Regions from separate parts of the Mus musculus genome. Here region 1 is linked to region 2. The links are chromatin contacts, called in public Hi-C maps. All regions are on one chromosome and are shown on one strand. Each heading gives the region's core, a stretch centred on a gene start, on an enhancer-like site or on the middle of the called end of the contact. The rest is flanking DNA. Distances are from core to core; before and after follow the strand shown.

Region 1 (4,958 bases), core at 672-3,171, 1.8 Mb before region 2:
TTTTCTAACTGTAACCCCTTTAATTCATCTTTTGGGCATCCATTGAGTTTGATAATTAAGAGTTGATCTCTTTCAGACCGCTGTTCTGTGAGAAAAATCATTGCCAAAGACTTTCTCTTGCAGGATTTCATAGATAATGTGCTAGTATCTTACAAAGAAAAGTGGAATAGCATTGATAAAAAGAACAGGAGCTGTGAATTTGCATCAAAGCTATGCCACCTGGGAAATTTATTTCCCTTTTCAGAAACTTGAGCTTCTCATACGTGAAGTAAGGAAGCAAACCTGTGACACCTAACGTTAACCTCTTGAGTTTCGCTATGAGTAACAATTCCATACTTTCCTAGAATGGTAGAAAGATTATATTTTATATTATGCAACATCCTTAACAAGGATTGAGATGATGTAGGCTAGTCAAACACGTTAACATTTCACTACCAAAATATATGGACTTCAACATCAAATTGGATAAAGGCTATAAAAAGCTTACTTCCAGATCAGGTCAGATTTTTGTCTTTCAGTAGAAAGGGCATTCATTAGGTTTGCCCTCTTGATATCACCTGCCATGTGAAGAGAAGCAGAAGGATGAGTCCAGGTAGACAGTAAAGGGGGCTGTGTTTGTGAGATGAGAATGCACTTGGCATATGTGGAAGAAAAAAAAAGCAGACAGGGAGGGCAGCTGAAGGACATTGTAGGGTACACAGTCGTCTAAGGGAATTATGGTCAGATCACAGATCCTGCTGGACTATGTTGGGAAATAGCTTTTCATGATAAACACAGAAAAAATATTTTTGCTGTCTTCAGGTAGAAGAGTAACAAGTCGAACTAACTGTGAATGTGTTTGCTGGCTGATATGCAAAGAATGCTGATGAAAATAGAGAGGCCCAGGGAGTGAGCAGAAAACCAGGAGCTAGAGCTGAGGCAGTCTCAAGAAAAAAAGTAAATATTTTCCCACATTTTTAAAATTAGGTATTTTCTTCATTTATATTTCAAATGCTATCCCAAAGGTCCCCTATACCCTCTCCCCACCCTGCTCCTCAAACCATTCGCTCCCACTTCTTGGCCCTGGCGTTCCCCTGTACTGGGGCATATAAAGTTTGCAATACCAAGGGGCCAAAAAGTAAATTTTGAGGAGGGTGTCATCAACTGTGCTAAAAACTGATGAAGAGCTGAAGAAAATGAAAATCAGGAAATGCAACTGCACTTGGCCATGCTTACCTCAGTCTCAGTGGAGAAATGAGGGCCAAAAGCCTCTTGGAAGGAGTTGCAGAAAGGAAGTTACACAGCAGGAAAGAACAGCAAGAGTGCTGGGACCATGGCTGGAGATGTGGGTCAAGCAGACAGGCAGTGCTGTGATCTCAAGTACAGGGCCAGGTCATGGGTGAGAGCCAGTTAGAAAGACAGTCAGAGGGGACAGAGGATGGAAGAATATCAGGGCCTGATATAAAATAACGTGGCCAATCGCAGGTGATCGACTCCAGACCCAGTCGATGCTGCTACGACTGCCAATAATAATTCATGGCAGCTCAAAAGTCTGCTTCAGGCTTTCTCTTGTAAATGTAACTAGGATTGTGCTAATTAAAAACATTTGGGAAAATATCATTGTCTGAATACAAATGCTTCCCAGCTCATCAATCCCATGAGGTCACCTCTTCCCTTGGCCAGTTTTTATCTGAGGTAATTTATCTGTTACTTAAAAATCCCCAAACTTACCTTAAACCTGTCTGTTTTGTTGCCTTGCTCATGTTGTCAATGCTCATCCTTATGAAATTAAAATAACCTGACACTTCTCAAAGTTTGTCAGCAGACTCCAGGTTTCTTTCTCTGGGAGAGGTTATGAATTGAAGGCATTCAGCTCTCCTTGTGCATGATGTAAAACAGGGCAACTGCACTTCTTAGTCAACTGTTTGGCTAGCAGGGTGAGTCATAGTCATTGGCCAAGTATTTCCCCATGCAAAACTGTGGGGAGTTTGCCAGGGAGGCAGCGTGCCGGCTATACCCTTCCAAGGATTTTTGTTTATTTGGAGAGATGACTATCATTTCCACCATGTGCCAGGTATTCAGCTGAGCATGCTCTCCACATGACACTACTCAGCCTTATCTGTGAAGTACATTCTCTTAGCATTTCCCGTCACAGATAAGGAGACAGGATTGTGGAGCTAAAATAACTTGCCTCCAAACACAATATTAGGAAGTATTAGAGTCCAAATTCTGGCGTAGTTGACAGTGAAAGAAATGTGCTGTGTCTGTACTACCCAGCAAGTCATTAACCACATGCAACTGTTGAATAGGATAAATGTTGCTGTGTAAGTGAGGAACCGTGTCTTGAATTTTAATTAAATTGTTAGGAATGCATCCCTGGAGTGTTGAATGTAATCTATAGTCCTTAGACTACATGGTAACCAAAGGAAATTATGACAAAAAGAAACACCTGAAGCTGAGAAATCATTTAGTGACTGTGACAGAGGCTCTCAACTGTCCTAATACTGTGATACTTTAATACAATTCCTCATGTTGTCATGACCCCTGACCATAAAATTATTTCATTGATACTCCATAATTGTAATTTTGCTACTGTTATGAATCATAATGTAAATATCTGATATGTGATCCCTGTGAAAGCTTTCCTTGTCCTCCAGGGGGTTGTGACCCACAATTTGAGAACAGCTAGACTATGGTGGTTAGCTTAGCAGTTGTTCTCCACCATCAACCAGGATATCAAAGCCATAGAAAGTTGTGTACTGCCTAAACACTTTGTCTGTGCCTCTCTGCCCTTCTCTGTTTAAAGATATTTGTCTTGTAATCTATGAATGAGATGCTAAGAAATTCAGGGTCCCCTTCTCAGTAAAGCAGTGAAACTGTTGTTATTTTGTTGTTTGTTGTTAAGACAGGGCCTCTCTGTGTAAGCCCAAGTTTACCTGAAATGTGCAATCGTTCTGTGGCAGATCCCCGAGTGTTGAATTACAGGCATATGTCATCATGCCTAACAATAAATCATTGTCTATATTGATCTCTCTTCTTGGTTTGTCTTTAGGGAATGAGAAGTATTTCCCTAAGGTCTTTATAATGCTGTTTTTCTATTCAGGTCCTTGGACTGGCAACTTCCCCATGTATGTAGTACTCTGGTGTCTGGAGCATTCTCTCCAGGCTCTCCAAGTGCTGAATAACAAAGCCTACATGTTAGATATTGTGCTTGCATCTTTTTACCACAGAGCACCAGAATTTTAAATGATGTGATTCTTAACTTATTGCCTGATCCTTTCGGTGATTTAGGAGAAGCTGTGAAGGGTTAGCAGCCCCCTTGCTCTAATCCCCTTACTCCAATTCACTTTGTTTTATGCTCTGCTATCACATTCTCACTCAGAAACCACATATTCATATTCTGCTTGGTAGCTTGCACCCAGATTCCTCCTGCCTGAATATGAGGCCAACATTTTTCTACTAGAGTTCCTTGGGGCAACATATATATATATATATATACATATATTTGTCAGCTAAAATATCTTTATCATTTTAGGTTTTCATAGGTGTAAAAATAGTCTTGAATTTTGCACTTCAGTCAGCTGAAATAGTTTTCTTTCTTTTTTATTTATTCTTCTCTCAAACATTACATTTCAAGCACAGTTTCCCCCTTCTTCATTCCTCCCTGTCCTCTTCTCCTCTCTTCCCCAGATCCACTCCTCCTCTGTTTCTCTTGAGAAAAAAGTGGGCCTCCCAGGGATCTCAACTGAGCATGGCATAAGAAGTTACAGTAAGCCTAGGCACAAACCATTATATTAAGGCTGGACAAGGCAACTCACTAGGAAGAAAAGTGTCCCAACAATAGGCAAAAGAGTCAGAGACAGCACACACTCCCACAGTTAGGGACTAGGGATGGTTCAGTTGGTAAAATATTTACCTTGAGTATTTTTCAACAGCAAATGACTCTCAGTGTCTTTTTCCTTTAACTTAGTGGCTGAATGCCCTATGTAGACATTCAAAACTTGATGTCTATATGAATAATGGAGAACTAAGTACAGACACTAAATGCTAAAACATAAGCCTTTACATCCAAACTTAGTAGTATCTTAACACCTGCTCATTTTTGAAGAACGAGAAAAACCAAGGAAGCTCATCTCCCTATCATTTGATTTTACATTCTCTCCACTCCTGAAATGTTCCTTGTGTCATACAGGGATGGAGCACATGTCATACTTAGGGTTGAGCACTTATACATTACTTACTCCATTCATTACTAGACTTATTTTATGTTGATTTCAAAATGAGAATTTTGAGATAGGTCTAGTGCAGATGAGCAATCAATTCTAGGTATTCCAACAGCATCAACTCCAAACCCTAAACAATAGAATCTTTTCTGCACTGGGAAGCAGTAACATTTTAAAATTAATATTTTGACCATTTCATATATGTATACAATGAATTATGATTACTATTTATCTCCACACTCCCCATCTCTCTGCTATCCTCTTGTCCTTATTATGTTTTTCTTTCCTAAATTTATAACTTTTGGGTTGTTTTTGTGTCCCATTTAGCTTAACAGGCTCTTCTTGGTGACAATTGGATTATGACTGTATATTGGAGCTTGGTGGGGCAATCAGTGGGTACTTGGCTGAAGACAACAACTCAGTCTTTCCTCGAATCCATCTGTACCAAATAGTTCAGCAGCAAGGCATAGATAGGGTCCCTTTGTCTTTTTCTCCGTGTATGTATGCTTCACTGTTGACATGCTCATTCTTGTTCCAGTGCAGGTGTCTTCACCTGCTGTGAGTTTAAGATGTCAGTTGTGCCCTATCCAGAACATGATAAGCCCTTCTCCTTATTATCCAATTTTTATATTTTTCCTTCTTCAGAAATGTTCTTGTGCCATACAAGGACGACACATATGTCCTATTTAAGGCTGAGCCCTTATCCATTACTTATTATTATTTGTTGTAAGCTGGCCCAAGGCCAAAGGCCCATCC
Region 2 (5,099 bases), core at 700-3,199:
TTGTCCTTCTCTGGGCCATAGAGTGACCGACCATGAGACAAGCACAGAAGCCCTGGGAGTTGGGAGGGCAGTGGTGGATAGCCTCCCATTCGACTGCACGTGCATCATTATGTGCAGGCTGAGTAATATGTCCTGAGCAAAAGTTCACTTCTTTCATAAGGAAAGGGCACTTTCTATGTATTTCTAAATATTAAAAGTACATTGTTCCTAGGGAGATATGATTTATTCACTCGGGCTTTAGTTTAACAAACACTTGCTAATTAGGTTATCTTACTGAAGTAAAATCCACTGTGACAGCTGTACAAAACCCAACAGACCGGAATTATTTTACAGATCAGGACATTCCTCAGCCAGGTGACTTGCTGACTTGGTTAACTTCAAGAAGCTAAAATTAGAAACAACACAGTACTGCTTAATATGAATTAGAGGATTGTATACCTAAACTCAGTGGGGCATTTCACACAATTGTAAAGTTTTTACTGCTAAAATAAATATAATTACTATTAGTTCTCAAATACAGTAAAATATTCAAGGCATAGATAATTCTGTGCACACTCTCTGGAGACCAGAATTGGTTTGCTAGAAAGGAAAGAGAAAGATAGAAGAGGGGGAGAAGGAGAAGAGAGGAGAGAGGAAGAGGAAAGAAGAGAAAATAAGAGATGAAAGGAGAGGAGACAGGAAGGAAGGTGAGGGGAAGAAAAGGAAGAGGAGAGGAGAGATAGGGAATTTGGAGGTCTTGAAATTGTTACCACTTACACAATGAAGCAAACCTGGTGGTAATGATGAGCCCTACCAAGGTCCCTGAGTTCCAGTTTTTCATTCCATGATTTCCTTTCTGCAAGAGTCAATTTGCTCAGCCACTCTATTTTCTGCCTGCTTTTGAGCATCCACAGACCCTTTTCAGAAACATGACTGTTATTTGGAAGCAAATAAGCCTCACATTCGACAAACACTTTTAAGTAAGTTTCATTTGGTCCAGGGTATCTCTAAGAACGGCTGAAAAGAGTGAGCTTTTAAGAAGCTGGAAAGGTTCAGGGTGAACTGGGAACTCAAGAGTAGCAGGGGCAGATGCTTAAATAAGCAAAATGTTTGTTCTTCTTAAGAAGAGGGAAGTTGACATGCATATTCTATTGCCCAGGCCTTCTTTGTCACTAACCAGCCAGTTTGCCCAAGCTTTTTCCACAAGTCATGAAGGGGGCCAGGCTGCAACTCAGAGCCCAACTTCATTCCTGCAGTTCTTAGGCCATAGCCAGGTCAGAAGTCTAGCAGGCCCGCTTCAGCCTGCTGGGTGCTCCAGGCTAATCTCTCTTCTAGGGAGACACAGGCTCTAAGGGAGTTCCCTCTTTGAATGGGTCAGGACTAACCGCCAACCCTAGAGTAGCCCCACCTTTCCTACACCTTAAAGGCTAACATCTTGATGCTAGAGGATGACCTCTCAATCCCAAAAGCCACTCTGCCCTTGCCGTTGGGCTTGGACACTGCCAGTGAATGGTTCATTTCACTAGCAGAAGATCTTGCATGGGTCATTCCTGGCAGTAGCAGTGGTCTCCTAGCTTTGGGATTCCTGGATCCCTATCACAGCCTTGGAAGGTCAGGGGCAAAAAGGAGAGAGCCCCGAGGGTACCGAGGGGAGAGGGCGATTCACAAGGGCTGACTGATCACGGTGGGTATAGTCTAGCCTCTCCCTGCTCATACCCACTTTGAGGCCAAAGAAACCCGGCTCGTGGGTCTCATTGCCACGGCATTCCCGAGTATTCCGAACTTACCCAGAGAGAGCGCTCCGCCTCGATCTTCCCCTGGAGGCTCCCGCAGCATCCGCGTCTCTGAGAGGCTCAGAAGCCAGCACCTCCTAGGTACCAGTCGGGCGGGCCGTGCAGTGAGTGGCACAGCAGCGAGGAGCGCAGGCGGTATCCCCCCACCCACCCACCCCAGGGTAGGAAGATCCTTACTGGAGCAGCTCGCTACCCAGCAGCGCTTCTGGCAAGGAGGGAGGGAAAGAGAGAGGAGAGAAGAGGGAGGGAGGGAAGGATGGCTGCCCCTCTCTAGCACTTATCAATCACCCTGCAGATCAAATGTCCCTGCTGTGCACTCGGGAGGGGGATTTACCAGCCCACAAAGGAGCCGCTGCTCCAGTTCTCTGTCTGACAAGCGTTGCAGAGCACTGCTCTCGCCTGTCAGCCCCTCTTTACTGGAACTCTGCCCAGCTCTTGCAGCTTCTACCATGTGCTGCCCCTCAGACCAGGTCAAGTGAAATAAGGATGACGCTTGCTTGATATCATATCTGAGGGGGACCCTAAGACCCCTGGGTGGAAGTTATGGACAAGTGAAAAAGCAGTCAGTAATCTGAGCTGGACACCTTCCTGAAATGCCGCTGCCTCCCTTAGCTAGTAAGCACCCAATCACTGGCGTTCGCTTGCATATGTTTAAGGATCTCCTCCCAGGGTAGTAAAGAAGGTATTTTCATATTGTACAGTGCTCAGGAAGACTCGTGCAAGCAAACATTTGAAGAAAAGCAAGACTTAGCACTGTTCCAGACCCCGCCTTAATAGTGATTATTTTAATACTTCAAAGAGGTTTCTGGAGGCCTTTTTCTTGCCCTCTCCTTTGCTTCCCCCCTCCCCCCACCAATTTCTTTTTCCTCTTTATTAGTAGTCTAGACTGATTCTATTAAAGGAAGACACGCATTTAAACAGTCAGTGTAGTTCAAGAAGGTGGTTAGGATTTTGCAATTTCCCCTGAAGAACTACCTCCTTTGCAGCTGCTTCCTAACTGCCCGAAAAGATTCTGGATAAAGTTGCAATTGGTTCAGTTAAACAAAGAATGGGAGTTAATTTTCTGGTGCCAAGACAGCGGCCACCTCATCCTAGAGGATATGGTCCCTCATTGAAATCTCCATAGCCTCCTGACCTTTTCATTACCCTCCCGGAGTCTGTGGAATCCCTCTTGCACAGAAAGCCTGAGGGTTGGTAGGAAACAGCAGGAAAAAAAAAGAAAGAAAGAAAGAAAGAAAGAAAGAAAGAAAGAAAGAAAGAAAGAAAGAAAGAAAGAAAGAAAGAAAGAAAGAAAGGAAGGAAAGGAAAAGAAAAGAACAGTTGAAAATGATGCCAGGAAAAAGGTACAAAATTAGAGCAAAAATGAGCTAGGAAGCTAATGGATGCACGTTAGGATTCTCTGCAGTCAAGGTTATTGCACATTTAAAGCAGGTTCACACAGCACTAATGACTATCACCTCTGTCCTCTCAATAGAATCTTCTGTGCATCTTCCTTTGCTCTTTCCCTTTGGCCTTCTTTTTATAATGGTTGCTGAAAGGGACTATATGGGCCTTAAAAAAAGAATCTTACTGATAATTTTATACTGTGAACTGGTGAAGTTTACTTTAGTAATAACTCAAATAACTGCCTACATTTATCTCTTGGATCTAAAGATCATTACTGTCCCTCTTACTTCAATATTGATAAAGGTTATTCTGAAATTTCTGCCATTCAGATAAGTAATTTCAGAATAACATATTTTTGAACATAGCTTATGGACAGGCTGTTTTCAGCTACATAGAAACATTCCTCTTTTAAACAACATGCTTGTTTATGAAAAACATTCAAGGTGGTGCTTGCTAAAGATTATACTGGCAGTAGGAGCACATTACATTATTGTTGAGAGAAGTTCATTTGTTACATCTCTCTTTTCCTCATTTCTGTGTCATCTTTTTTTATAGTTATTTAATGGGTGCTGTAAACAACTACAAAACGCTAAGCTAACAGACCATTCAGATGTAAAAATAATGAGACAGTACACTGGAGAAAAGAGAGAGTGTTCTGAGAAAAGTGGTGTGTTTCTAGCAAAAGGGAACACACACACACACACACACACACACACTAGTCCTCAAATTTAGCAAAGTATATAATACTAGCAATAAAAAGAATCTGATATTTATTTGGATCTACAAGTAGGCCTAGGTAATGGGTGAAATGCATTTATTTTAATTAGCCTTGCAAGCAAGTCTCACATGCTTGCCAGTCTTCAGAAAGCATCTAGCAACCTGCCTTTCCACAGGGGATGGCAGTTATAATAATGTAAAAATAAAAGAAGATACTATACTTTTCATCAGCAGAAAAATTTTTAGTAGGTGGGTAACATTTTGAAATGTGCTCTGAATGTGAACATACACACTAAATGATAAACAATACCAAGTTTTGTGAGAGCTGTTGTGGAGATAATTGTAGTAGAAGAGAGGTTGAAGCACATGAAAAAAATTAATTGGGCCAATTTATTTGAAAGTTACTTTATACTGACTTTTTACAAAAAGTTTCAGTTTTAGCGGGAAGTTTCCAAGTAAAATGGAATACAAAAGATATATAGATGTGTACGTGTTTTTATTAATACAAATGACATTTTCATACTATATAGCAGCAGTGTGAATATATTGGATGTTTGGATGCTTTTTTTCCTATTGTATGGTTTGTTTTACAAAAGGATTAGAGACCCGTGACTGCAATTCAAGTGATAAAATGGGGAAAATAAAGTTCTCCCTATATTTTTATACATTTAATATTAATCTTATTATAACTTGTTATGCCATGTTTGGTGGATATCCCTGAGAGACCTGATCTTTTAATTGAAGGGAAATGGAGGAAGAGTAGATTTGGGAGAAAGGGGAGGTAGAGGGAAGGACTCGGGGTGGTGGTGGAAGGAGAGGAAACTGCAGTCAGGATTAATATATGAGAGAAAATTTAAACAAATAAAAAAGGAAACCCAAAATTTCATATATGACAAAAAACTTGTTTATAAGATATGCAAATGATATCAAGTTACTATGTAGTAATACATAGTTCATCTTAGAATGCTATTTCTCTAACTTTTCCACTTGAATTAGAAAGCATCAGATAAACAGAATGAAAGAAGAGAACTTGGATTCTAAGATTGCTGCCTTTTCAGAGAAAAGTGTTCCTTTGAAGCAAACATTTTAAAAAGAGGTCCAAAGGACAGATAAATTACTAAATAAAGGAAATTGACATAAAGAGGACATGCCCTTAATAACAGTGATTGCAGTTTTAAGGTTATTTTAGACTTTGGTTTGTGATGTTATTGAAAATATAGACAT

The links. Hi-C and Micro-C count contacts between places; a contact is called where the count stands out from the background.
Region 1: a contact with region 2 is called in a Hi-C map of cerebellar granule neurons, with 2.9 times the contacts expected there. The contact joins the enhancer-like site here to the promoter of Slitrk2 in region 2. A contact is called at or near these places in 2 of 39 promoter capture datasets (hippocampal neurons and second pharyngeal arch cranial neural crest), 2 of 484 Hi-C or Micro-C datasets (cerebellar granule neurons and cerebellum) and 1 of 115 datasets of contacts at active chromatin or transcription factors (astrocytes).

What each region holds. Positions count from the first base shown.
Region 1 is chrX:68,492,319-68,497,276 of GRCm38.p6, reverse strand. No RefSeq gene overlaps it. Among named protein-coding and RNA genes, the nearest start is that of Fmr1os, 180 kb to the left of the region's middle. Within about 2 kb of position 1,921, at least 75 of the 459 cell types and tissues checked have an H3K27ac peak or open chromatin away from gene starts, as enhancers often do. A contact at or near this core is called in astrocytes and cerebellar granule neurons, where this site is marked.
Region 2 is chrX:66,646,168-66,651,266 of GRCm38.p6, reverse strand. It overlaps Slitrk2 (SLIT and NTRK-like family, member 2), which reads right to left and starts at 1,949. Exons shown (of 3, transcript NM_001161431.1): 1 at 1,767-1,949.